Regions from separate parts of the Sus scrofa genome. Here all the other regions are linked to region 3. Evidence: chromatin contacts called from public Hi-C and HiChIP or PLAC-seq data. All regions are on one chromosome and are shown on one strand. The core of a region is the stretch at or near the end of the contact, and the rest is flanking DNA. Distances in the headings are between cores, read along the strand shown.

Region 1 (4,219 bases), core at 1,687-4,186, 560 kb after region 3:
CTTTCACTGACATGCCACTTCTTATTTTAATCAAACAAGCCTGGATCTGACATATGCAGTGTCATCTCTGCACCACGATCAGCTGCTTAGAATGTTTTCTCCAGTTGTGTAAGCCCCACTCATCCCTCAAAATCCAGCTACAGCCTCACTACACTCCACAAAGAAGGACTGAATTTAAGAGAGAGGGATGTGAAGCAATGTCATGGTAGAATAAAAGATAAATCGGTTTGGGGAAAACTTGGTAAAAACACTGTCATCTCACATTTTAAGAGTCATCTCTTTAAAAAGAGATTGTACTTTTTTATCTGTTTGATGCTAAAAGATAACCTGGGACCAAGAGGATGGAAGATACAGAGATGTATTTTAGCAACGTGAAAACTTTCTTTATTATGCTATCCCAAGATGCAACAGGATGCCTTACATGCAGTAAATTCCCATAATTAGAAATGTTCAAGCCCAAATTGGCCATTGGGCAAGGATATTTTATTTATTTACTTACTTATTTATTTACTTATTTACTTTGCTTTTGAGGGCCGCATGCACGGCATATAGAGGTTCCCAGGCTAGGGGTCTAATCGGAGCTACAGCTGCCAGCCTATGCCAGTCACAGCAACGCCAGATCCTTAACCCACTGAGCGAGGCCAGGGATTGAACCAGCAACCTCATGGTTCCTAGTCGGATTCGTTTTCGCTGCGCCATGACGGGAACGCCCAAGGATATTTTAGATGGTGTTCAACTCTCACAAGAGTAACTGGACTGGAATCACATTTTAGATCTGAGAGGAACCTTAGAGATCTTCTAGGCTAGCCTCCTACTTTATAGGCCTTGACAGGGGACGTGATCATTCAAGGCAGCACAGCTTGTTCTGGAAAGCAGGGATCAGAGCTCCGTGTCTATCAATCCAGTGATCTATACCCCTGCCACTCAAAGTGTGCGGTCTATGGAAGAACAGTGTCAGCATCACCTGGGAATTTGTTAAAAATGTAGAACCAACCAATGCATATACCATTAAAATTCAAAAGGCACTGACCTACACTGCCCCTTCCAAACCTTGAGTTTCTGATTCCAAAACTCCATTTCCCAAACTGCTGCATATGTTAAACAGAGGCAACCCCCAAGAATAACAGCCTTTTCCATTCAAATTTGGGAAACTCTCCAGACTATACTCTCAGTGGGAAATTCGTGGAAAATATCATTAGCATATTGAAAGCTCTGAAATACTCTCTAGTAGAGAAAACTAAACATCTCTGACCACAAAATGCCTTTTAGAACAAAAAGTTATCGCTAGCTACAATCGTTAACATCCAGGGTGGCTTGGGCTTTAGCAGTACACCAGGTAACGCCAATCTCCACCTCATAGAGTCCTGACTCTCAGTACCTTAAGGAACAGTATGTGGTCAAGACAGGCTTGCTGCTCTCCTCAGTGTAATAAATGAGAGTAAGTTTCTAAGCCATTGCCTCTTTAAAAACAGCGGAGTTTCTCATCTGCATGATTTAGCCGTGGGGATGCGCAAGATGACTGTTCTAGGGTCATCCTGCCAGTTAGGGCGGGCCCCAGAAATGAGAGACACAGACACACCAAACGCATGTCCAGACCCCCATGCTTGGGGCCTCTATTTTTTTTTTTTTTCTTTCTGTTTAACACAACTTCTCAACCGTGTGCCCCTCAGGAAACCTGTAGCTCCGAATGGGTTCAGGGGTGCCTCGGGCGCTCCCAGGAAAGGAGGTGAACCCTTACAGTTCTGGAGGAATTCGGAGGCGCAATCACTCGGACCCCGGGAGAATACCGCCAGGCTGAAGAGCTCAGGTGGGTCGGACCGGCCCAAACCCGAGTGAGCACCCACCCCACCCCCGGCCCCGGCCCACCCCCGCCGTCCCCCGCCCCGCACACTGGGCTCCCGACTGTGCCCTAGGCGAGCGCCGAGGCCCCAGAGCACCGCCAAGAGCCTCGCCAACACCGTGGGGGAGGAGGCGGTTCCCAGGGTCGCCGCCTCCGTACCTGTCCTGTCAGGGGCTCCGCGCCCGGCTCCGGGCCCCACCGGCGACCGACGCCCAAGCCCTAGCTGGGCCCGCCTATCCCGCATCGGCTGCCCGCAGCGCCGCCCGATCCCTGCGGGCGCACCCCAGTCCCCCTCGCCGCTGAGGCCCTGAGGCGTTCTGGGTCGGGGGAACACGTTACTCTTCCCCGAAGACCACCCGCATTTAAAAACAGCGCGCTGAGCGCGGCCGAGGAGACTTCGATCAGGCACAAAGCTGGACACCTGGAGAGAAATAGGCGCGTGCGCACTGCGCGTGGGAAGGCGATTAGGACCACAGGAGAGAGGCCAGCGGCGGCCAGCGCCCTCTCCCGGCAGAGGGGAGGCAAAGGACTCCTTTGCGTTGAGCATGTGTGTTCCCCAGAGGGTCGCTGCTCTCTTGAGTGCGAAGCCGCTAACGAAAACAGTATCGATAAACCGTATTTCGCCAAGTAGTTGCGGGAGAGAATAAATTTTGCTGTTGTTCAGTATTATCCATCATATGGGGATTCAGGCATTCTAAGACCTTATGATGAAAATATAAAATAATGCAAATGTACATAATAGAATTTTGGCTTTTTTTTTTTAATTTAAAGAAAGAAAACGTTAGAAAGTATAAAGTCCTCGGGAGTTCCCTTGGTGGCTCCGCGGTAACAAACCTGACTAGTAGCCTTGAGGATGAGGGCTGGATCCCTGGCCTCGCTCAGTGGGTTGGGGATCCCTCACTGCCCTGAGCTGTGGTGTGGGTAGCAGCAGGGGCTCGGATCCTGTGTTCCTGCGGCTGGGCTGTGGCGTGCGTGGGCTGTCTGTTACAGCTCCAGTTGGACCTCTAGCCTGGGAACTTCAATTTGCCGCGGGTGCGCCCCTTGAAAAAAAAAAAAAAGGTACAAATTCTTTGGCCCACTGCACCTGTTTCTAACAATGGGGGAAAAAAAACAAAAACAAAAACAAAAAACCTAGAACAAGTGTTCCAAGATGTCTGCACAAGGATGTTGGGAGAGCCGGAATTTACTAGACAATGGGTTCCATTTCGGTTTACTGACTACGGGAGATTTTTGGCTTAGTTACTTAACCCCTCCCAGCCTCTGTTTCCTCTTTCATAAAATGAGAATGTTAATGATAGAATCTACATTAGGAAGATTGTGAATCCATGTATAGAGTCTGAATTTTAACTAGTGTAATGTATGTTTATCTCAGTTAATCTCAGATTGAAAAACAACCTGAGGAGTTCCCTTGTGGTGCAGTGGGTTAAGTATCCAGCGCTGTCACTGCAGTGGCCTGGGTGGTTCCATCCCTGACCCAGGAACTTCTACATGCCCTAGCCAACAAATAAATAAATAAATTTGAAGGCTTTTAAATTCACTGTATACATATATTTTGTTAATTGTGCTAATATCCGTAACATAAAATTTACATTTTAAGTGTACAGTTCAGGGCACTAAGCACATTTACATTATCGTGCAGCCATCGATCGCCATTATCCATCTCCAGAATTTTCTCATCTTTCCAAACTGAAACTCGGTATCCATTAAACACTAACTCTCTTTTCTCCCCTAACCCTAGGCCCCAGTAACAAGCATTCTACTTTCTGTCTCTACGAATTTGACTATTATAAGTACCTCATATAAATAGAATCATACACTTCTCTCTGGCTCATTAAGGATTGGCATTGTCACTGCAGAGGCTTTGCATTGCTGCTGTGGCATGGGTTCCATCACTGGCTCAGGGATTTTGTCATGTGAGCACAGCCAAAAAAAAAAATAATAATAAAATCATGCAATATTTGTCCTTTTGTGTCTGGCTTATATCTTCAAAATTAATTCATGTTGAAGTACTATGTTTTCTTTATCCAATATATATGTTTTATTTATACCAATATACCATTTTATTTATCCATTCACCCATCAATGACCATTTGGGTTGCTTCTAGCTTTTGGCTATCACAAATAAGCACATTTTTAAAAACATAAATACATGTCCCATTCATCCTATTCCCAAGATCCCTACCCAAAGCTATCTGATTTTTGTTTGCAGTTCCAAAGTCAGTCTCTAAAAACTTAAGCATTTTAGATGCAAAGAGCAGCTTTCTATACACACTGTTCCAAATCTTGTTTGTTCAATTGACATATAGTTGCTTTACAATGTTATGTTAGTTTCTGGTATACAGCAAAGTGATTCAGACATATAGATATACATCAATACAT
Region 2 (3,977 bases), core at 804-3,303, 620 kb after region 3:
TGAGCTGTGGTGTAGGTCACAGACGCAGCTCGGATCCCGCATTGCTGTGGCTCTGGTGTAGGCCTGCAGCTACAGCTCCAATTAGACCCATAGCCTGGGAACCTCCATATGCTGCTGGAGCGGCCCTAGAAAAGGCAAAAAGACCAAAAAAACCCCAAAAAAACAAAAAAACCCTGTAAGGGTTATAATGAAAATAGGGTGATGAAATAGAAAATAGTAGAAAAGAAACAACATTAGAGAGGGTAGTAGTGTTGGAAGATCTCTCTTAAGAGATAACATTTCTAATACCAGAGGAGCTTTCCAGGCAGGGAGACCTGCAAGGGCAGTGGCTCAGAGTGGAATAATGGTCAAGGAGACGACTAAGTTGTGACTACCATGAAAGGATTATTTGTATAGAAGTGAAATGTTTGATTTATAGTTCAGTAGTTTACTTTGGTTTCTTAGTGGTGGTAAGGGATAGAAACAAGACCAGGTAGGAAGCTGGTTGAGTAGTCAAGTAAGAGATGGTGTGTAGGGAAGTTCTCATGTGACTCAAGTGGGTTAAGGATCCTGTTTCCGCAGCTGTGGCGCCAGTTGCAACTGCTGACTGTGTTCAGGAACTTCCACTTGCCTAGGGTGCAGAGAGTTGGGGTGCAGGTTGAGGTGGGGTGGTGTTGGCTTGAACCAAGATGAAGTTGTGGAGATGGAAAAAATCAGATGGATTCTGGAGATGTTTAGGAAATAGACACTTGTTGGGGGAAGGAGAGGAATCAGTGTTAATCCTGAGTTTGAGGGTTGAGCATTTATCCAGTTGATGCTATTCACTGAGATAAAAAGATTTTTTTAAAAACAACAACAAAAAAGCCTCCCGAGAGCTATTACAGAGTGTTGGTACGCAGGGCAGGCAGGTAACATTACTAATGCAAGTAGAGTCAAGGAACTAAAGCTGAAAGTCTGGAGACCTTGGGAGAAGGCAGTATGAAGGGCTCCTGGAGAGGGTGTTCATGCCACCCCTTCTTCAGGGACTGCTCTCAAGACCCACTTTCCATGTCCCCTCTTGCCTCTGCCCCACTCAAACCTCTCTTCCCCCTATTCTGACATCCTCTCATCTGGCTCTCCCTAGAGAGCTCTGCTGCAGAAGGCTCGGAGCCAGCCTTCCCCAATGCTGTCACTACCTGTGGCTGGGGGCTGCCCGGCCCCAGCTCTCACAGAGGAGATGCTGCTGAAGCGTGAGGAGCGGGCGCGGAAGAGGAGGCTGCAGGCGGCTCGGCGGGCAGAGGAGCACAAGAACCAGACTATTGAGCGCCTCACCAAGACTGCGGCGCCCAGCGGGCGAGGAGGCCGAGGGGCTGCGCGGGGCGAGCGGCGGGGAGGGCGGACTGCAGCCCCGGCCCCCATGGTGCGCTACAGTAGCGGGGCACAGGGTTCCACCCTTTCCTTCCCACCTGGCGTTCCGGCCCCCGCACCTGTGTCTCAGCGGCCATCCCCATCTGGCCCTCCTCCTCGATGCTCTGTCCCCGGTTGCCCCCATCCGCGACGCTACGCCTGCTCCCGCACCGGCCAAGCACTCTGCAGCCTTCAGTGCTACCGCATCAACCTGCAGATGCGGCTGGGTGGACCTGAGGGCCCCGGATCCCCACTTTTGGCTACTTAAAGCCTTCACCCAACTCGGACTCTGCGCCTTCTCTGTCCCCTGTTTTCAGTGTCTTCCTCACCGTATTAAATTTCATCCGGTGCCCTGACTTGTACAGAATTGGGGGAACGGGGTATGGGCAGGCCAATTCCCTGTACACACATCTTGCCCCCATCGGAGCCTGCGTGGACTCCAGGGAACAGTAGCCGCTAAGCAGCCAGACTCCGGGTGGGCTGCTGGGACCCCGCCTCTTCCAGCGGGATTACCTGGAGTGGTCAGGGTTTTGGCGTCACCCCGAAAATAGAGCTCAAGCCAATCAGCGGGAACTTTGCTGTCCCGGGCGGCCATTCATTGGCTGATAACTCAAAGCCGGTTCTGTTGTTCACATTGGCTGTCGTCGCTGTCACTCAGGGCCATGGGTCGAATCTTACCCCGCTCTTTGTCTGTGCAAGCGCTTGTCGTCTGGGAGAGTGGCGGAGGCGCTGCTGTAGATTGGTCACAGGGATAAGCCTGTGATCGTTCCCATTGGCTGGTCTGTCGAAGGGTGACGCGGATTGGTAGGACGGAACAACCTAGGTGCTAGTTGGCAGAGCTCTCGCTGGATGGAATCTCCGGTCGGGGAGTGATGGTGGCGGCAGAGAAGATGGGCCGGGCAGGGACCATGGCGGTGGCAGCAGAGGTGGCAGGGGCGGGGCAGCTGGCAGTAGAGGAGGCTGTGGTTTTCAGGGGGCTGTAGGTGGAGGCATGGCTCGTGCCAGCGGCGGGAACGGAAGCGAGGAGGCCTGGGGGGCACTTCGAGTGCCGCAACAGCAGGTATCCCAACAGCTCCAAAAACCTATCGCGACAGCCATTTATTTCTTTTTCCTGTTTCCTTGTCCCTTCCTTTTGTGGGGTGGGGAGGAACTCACGGAGACAAAGGTACTGTGAAGTTCCCAGATATGCCCCTTCCACTCTTTGTCTAAACTTTAACATAGACGCAGTTGACTTTGCCTGCAGCTTCATAAACCCCATCTCTTGGCTGCAGTGGAAGTTTGCAGTGGCACTCCAGTGACCAGGGGCATAGCGAGGCCCCAGGGAAGCTCCCTCTGTCTTGCAACAGTTATTTGTGATGTTTTTCTGTGTGCCTATTGTCACAACAGAGTCCAGCAGCGTCTTCTCTTGAGGGAGCAATTTGGAGAAGAGCTGGAGCCCAGACTCGCGCCCTGGATGCCATCATTTATCATCCACAGCATTCCCCTCTGGTTGGGAGCCCTGTCCTGGGTCTCACACTGCCCTCCACCCCCTACCCTAGGAAGCCTGAGACCCAGGGTGGAAAAATCCCTCTTGGGGGTGGAGACTGGCAGACTATGGGGAATGAGGAAAACATTTTAGCTTTGGAAACTACCTTAAACCCTTTACCCGTTGTCTTGAGACTTTAAGATAGCTCAGACTGTCTTCTGACTTCTACCAAAACACTCCCTTAGCAGCAAACACCCCAGGGAGTCAGACGTGTGTATGAAAAAAGTCTCCTATGTGCAGAGCTGAAATCTACCCCTCGGAATGTCCACCACTTGCAGCTTATTCTCTAGACTGATTCTTGCTATTCCAAATCCTCTTCTATGCTGGCAGCCCTTCAGATATTTGACACTTGACTATCCCCCGCCCCATAGATTACTCCATTGACAGGGTGGGATTGTGTTTGTATATGTAGGGGGTGGGGGTGGACAGTGCCTTGGGCTGGAATCTCCCTTGGCTCCAAGTGCCTCCTTGCTCCCAGCTTCGAGAGCTGTGCCCAGGAGTGAACAACCAGCCCTACCTCTGTGAGAGTGGTCACTGCTGCGGGGAGACCGGCTGCTGCACCTACTACTATGAGCTCTGGTGTGAGTCTCTAAGGGGGCTCTCCTCGGGTCCTTCTGTCCACCTGCCTTTGGACCTCAGCCTTCAAGGACGCTTCTCTGCATGGGCGGTGTCTAAGACTCTCCTTCCTCACCTCCTGCAGGGTTCTGGCTCCTCTGGACTGTCCTCATTCTCTTTAGCTGCTGCTGCGCCTTCCGCCATCGACGGGCTAAACTCCGGCTGCAGCAACAGCAGCGGCAGCGTGAGATCAACTTGTTGGCCTACCACGGGGCATGCCATGGGGCTGGTCCTGCCCCTGCTGGCTCACTGCTTGACCTTCGTGAGTGACCTGAGGCTCTGGGATCACTCCAGGGACCCCTCCCAAGCCAGGACCCTGACTCATCCCACATTCCCTTTTCAAACATTTCAGGACACACTGTTCCCTAATAGGAAAGAGACCATCATCCCACCCCTGGTTGCCTCCAGCCAATCTGCCATTCTTTCCTGCAGGCCTCCTCAGCGCCTTCAAACCCCCAGCCTATGAGGATGT
Region 3 (3,994 bases), core at 347-2,846:
GGTCTTCAATACTAAGGTATCATTACTACTCAAATGTTGACTGAGATAGTTAAAATTCAATTCTTTGACTTCACGGTTTCTTTTCAGTCCTCATACAACTGATGCCATCAAACTCAATCAGTACGGAACTTCAAATTCATATTTTAAAAGAAAACCTTATGTGAGTCCTCTGGTAGCTCAGCGGGTTAAGGCTCCTGCATTTTCACCACTGCATTTTCACCACTGTGGGTTGCTGCTGTAGTGCAGGTTCGATCCCTGGCTGGGGAACTTCCACATGCTGCAAGTGTGGCAAAAAAAAGAAAAAGAGAGAGAGACGTGACATAAATGTTGCAACTCTCATTTTAAAAAATTAAAATATAAAAGAAAACCTGGTGATAAAAGGACTGTGAACTTCACTTAAAGTTAGGAATCACAGTGAAAAGTAATATGTGAACTGACTTGTGTAGGATGAGTTTGAACTAAGGTTAATTCAGAGTATCTGAAGCATAGAAAGTGAAGGCAAAAGTAGCAAAGACGGGGGTCTAGAAGCAGAGAAGATTCTATACCATGCAGGGTCTTAGAGGTCAAGGGTTTGTTTTTTATTCTTAAAACAATGCTTTGGGGGGAAAAATGCTTTTGAGAGATGTTTATGAGCAATATTCCAACTTTGTGTCTTAAAAATATTTCTTGTGTGAAGAATGGATTGAAAGGAAACAAGAGTAGATATACAGACACTCGTAGGGACCTAATTGCAACAGGTAGCCAAGTTCAGTATTAGAACGCTAATGGAGAGGTGACAGTTTCAAAAGAAATTCAAGAGATAAACTGAAGCGAACTTAATGTGGTAAGAGAGGAAAAAAGGAAAATCTCAAGGAATAAACGAGTTTACTGCGCATGAGCAATGTCTCCAAATTAATCATTTGAACGTACAGAGGTAGATCTTCCAAATGTCACCGGTTAAGAAGCAACAGAAACCACACAAAGCAACTTTTTCGATGGAAAACTCGGCGGCGCTGCTGGGTTTTTTCACTCAAATTCAATTATTACATTTTCTGTAGCACAACTTGAGGAATTGAAGGAGACTCCATTTCAGTAATTAAGAGGAAATCCCAACACTGCCGCTTCCATCTTAAAAAGCAGTCTCTCTGCATTTTACCCGAGAAGCAATGGCCAGAGCCTCGCTTTTAAAACAACGGGAAGAAATGAAAACATCAGACCGTCCCTTCCAGCTACTACGTACGGCGAAGCGAGAGGATGAATGCCCCGTAGCACAAGTCGGGCGGGGCAAGCGCTCGGAAGCCACAGTGACAAGCAGAGAGCGCAGACCTGAAGCCCAGGCCCAGGAGCCAAGGCATATTACCTTTCCGGGATGTGGTTTCCACCTTTCTTCTTGGCGGAGGAATGACCAGAGTAGACCCAACTCTGGCTCCAGCGTCTGTGAGCATGATGACAGTGGCTCATGTAGCCCCCAAGAAGACGCCCACAGAAGGCCAAAAATGCTAAACTCGCCAGGCCGGCGCACCCAAAGCTAGACTCGATCCGGAACCGGAAGCGCCTAAGCAGCAACCCTCGCCGCGCCCCGATCGCCTTGCTGTTGCGCATGCGCCACTGCTCGTCGAGATGACGTCACCACGCCGGCCGACTAAGAAACTTGATTAGTAAACAAGACTCTGCTGGCTGCAGTGCCCTCTTTAGCGGGCGGCTGGTAGCACAGGTCTGTTAGTTTGTGTGTACCCTCAGAAGTACAATAGTGCAGGACCTGGAAAGCTGTCTCACAATCCCAGTTTCTTGTGTAGTGCTAACATATTTTACAAACGTTACAGTCACATTTGTTGTACCTTGTATATAAGTATTTGTACATAATGTATATCCTATATTTTAAATAAAAGCAGCATACTATACATATTCTGCAGTCTAGCTTGGATACTGATTTCCCCAATTTATTTATACATTCATTCCATTCTTTCATTTTTCTTTTTTGGCCGACCCTCAGCATATGGAGTTCCTGGGCCAGGGATCAGCTCTCAGCCATAGATTCGACCTAAGCTACAGCTGCAGCAATGCCGGACCCTTAACCCACTGTGGTGGGCAGGGGAACCAACCTGCACCCTAGTGCTCCAATGCCACTGATCCTATTGTGCCACAGCAGGAACTCCTCATTCTATTCCTTTTAATGGTGCATAATATTCCATACTCTATATAACTAGTCCAATATTGATGGACTTACAGTTTTCGGTTTAAAAAATAATAATAATAAAAAATAATATCCTGCAGATGGGCTGCAATGTGAACATCCTAATACATGTATACATCTATATCTATATTTCTAGAAGTAGAATTGCTGGAATGAAGGAAATACAAATGTAAAATTTTGAAAGAGGCGTTCCTGTTGTGGCTCAGCGGGTTAAAAACCCTATTAATATCCATGAGGATGTGGGTTTGATCCCTGGCCTCACTCAGTGGGTTACGGATCTGGCATTGCCCCAAGCTGTGGCATAGGTCAAGGATGTAGCTCCAATCTGGTGTGGCTGTGGCTGTGGTTGTGGCCTGGGAATTTCCATATGCTGAGGGCATAGCCCTAAAAAGACAAAAAAAATTTTTTTGAAAGATAATGCCTAATTAATCTCCAAAAATATTGTATTGGGAATTCCTGCTGTAGTGCAGTGTGTTAAGAATCTGACTGCAGTGGCTCCGGTTGATGCAGAGGCATGGGTTAGACCCCCAGCCCAGCACAGTGGGTTACAAGGATCTGGCACTGCTGCAGCTGCAGTATAGGTCATAGATGCGGTTCAGATTCAATCCCTGGATCAGGAACTTCCATATATATATGTGTATGTGTATGTATATACACACATGCACACATATACACACACACATAAATATGCCACCAGTGTGGCCATATATGTGTGTGTGTGTCTGTGTATTTATATGGTATCAACTTAAATTCCCACTCATTTATTGAGTTTCTGTCATGTGCCTGGTATCACGCTGGATGTTGACAGTACGTATTTATGTTTTAGAAATACCAAAAAATACGAGAGAGAGATAAGAATAGAGCTCAAGCATAAGATTTCCTCACAATATCAGGCATAGGGATCTGTTAAAAGGGATCTCTTAGAAAAACTATGAATTCTGCCCCAGTGGAACAGCAAAGGATAACCTATCTTACATTAGATTAAAAAAAAACAAAACAAAAAACATGTGGAGTTCCTTTGTGATTCAGTGGTTTAAGAATGCGGCATTGTCACTGTAGTGGGTCAGGTCGCTGCTAAGGCGCAGGTTCGACCCCAGGCCCAGGAACTCCATATGCTGAGGGCATGGCCAAAAAAAATTTTTTTTAAAGTTTAAATCCACAACATTTACAATTATGAAAGCTTCCACATAATTACAAACAGGTCAATGTTAGCAAAGTGCTATTTGGAAAAAGAAAAGATATGTTAGCACAACATAGTTTGCAAACTCGCAAGTAGGCATGTTCAAATTAAAATATTCTTTTGCAATTTATGAAAAAAAAATCCAATAGGCATGTACTGTCCAAAAAGTACAAATGATACAAATATCTATAGACACGATGTCAATGTACAAGATGTGATATAAATCTATCAGACACAAGAAAAGCTATATTGGCCTTACACTTCTGATTTGCTAAAAGGTACAAGCTTGGATGGGAACAAATTCAGCTGGATTTAACACAAGAAAACCCTGGGCAAAACAGGGTTTCCAAAACTAGCAAAGAAGAGGCTTTCGGATGGGATTGGGTCCAACATGAGGTAAAAGAATGCCTTACTAGGTATGTAGTACCCTGGAATGGAAACTATAGAATCAAGGGATATTTGGAGCACCAGCCAGCTCAGCATTTGATGCTAATGAAATCTACCAGTATCTGACAGGCCCCAAAAACCATGTAATGGTTTGAGGGATTCTAAAAAAACGTGACAATGGGAAGAGTTAGGGAGAGTCTGGGGGGTAGACAGACTGGGTACATTATGCCAAGAAATGACTCCGTTAACTTGAT

Evidence for each region. Hi-C and Micro-C count contacts between places; a contact is called where the count stands out from the background. HiChIP or PLAC-seq counts read pairs in DNA pulled down with a chosen protein or histone mark.
Region 1: an H3K27ac HiChIP or PLAC-seq map of alveolar macrophages shows a contact between it and region 3. The contact joins the promoter of DCTN1 here to the promoter of DUSP11 in region 3. A contact is called at or near these places in 1 of 47 Hi-C or Micro-C datasets (fetal skeletal muscle) and 1 of 2 datasets of contacts at active chromatin or transcription factors (alveolar macrophages).
Region 2: a contact with region 3 is called in a Hi-C map of liver, with 6 times the contacts expected there. The contact joins the promoter of WBP1 here to the promoter of DUSP11 in region 3. A contact is called at or near these places in 2 of 5 promoter capture datasets (fetal liver and liver) and 5 of 47 Hi-C or Micro-C datasets (alveolar macrophages, embryonic fibroblasts, liver and 2 more).

Annotation. Positions count from the first base shown.
Region 1 is chr3:68,641,279-68,645,497 of Sscrofa11.1, reverse strand. DCTN1 (dynactin subunit 1) reads right to left here and starts at 2,936. Exons shown (of 28, transcript XM_021087359.1): 1 at 2,000-2,936. LOC100737572 (a long non-coding RNA gene) reads left to right here. Exons shown (of 3, transcript XR_135162.4): 2 at 1,671-1,807.
Region 2 is chr3:68,582,782-68,586,758 of Sscrofa11.1, reverse strand. WBP1 (WW domain-binding protein 1) reads left to right here and starts at 2,053. Exons shown (of 4, transcript XM_003354758.3): 1 at 2,053-2,425; 2 at 3,369-3,471; 3 at 3,591-3,767; 4 at 3,938-3,977. The coding sequence starts at 2,357. It overlaps INO80B (INO80 complex subunit B), which reads left to right. Exons shown (of 5, transcript XM_003124991.5): 5 at 1,103-1,721. The coding sequence ends at 1,633.
Region 3 is chr3:69,203,774-69,207,767 of Sscrofa11.1, reverse strand. It overlaps DUSP11 (RNA/RNP complex-1-interacting phosphatase), which reads right to left and starts at 1,596. Exons shown (of 8, transcript XM_003125007.6): 1 at 1,340-1,596. The coding sequence starts at 1,581.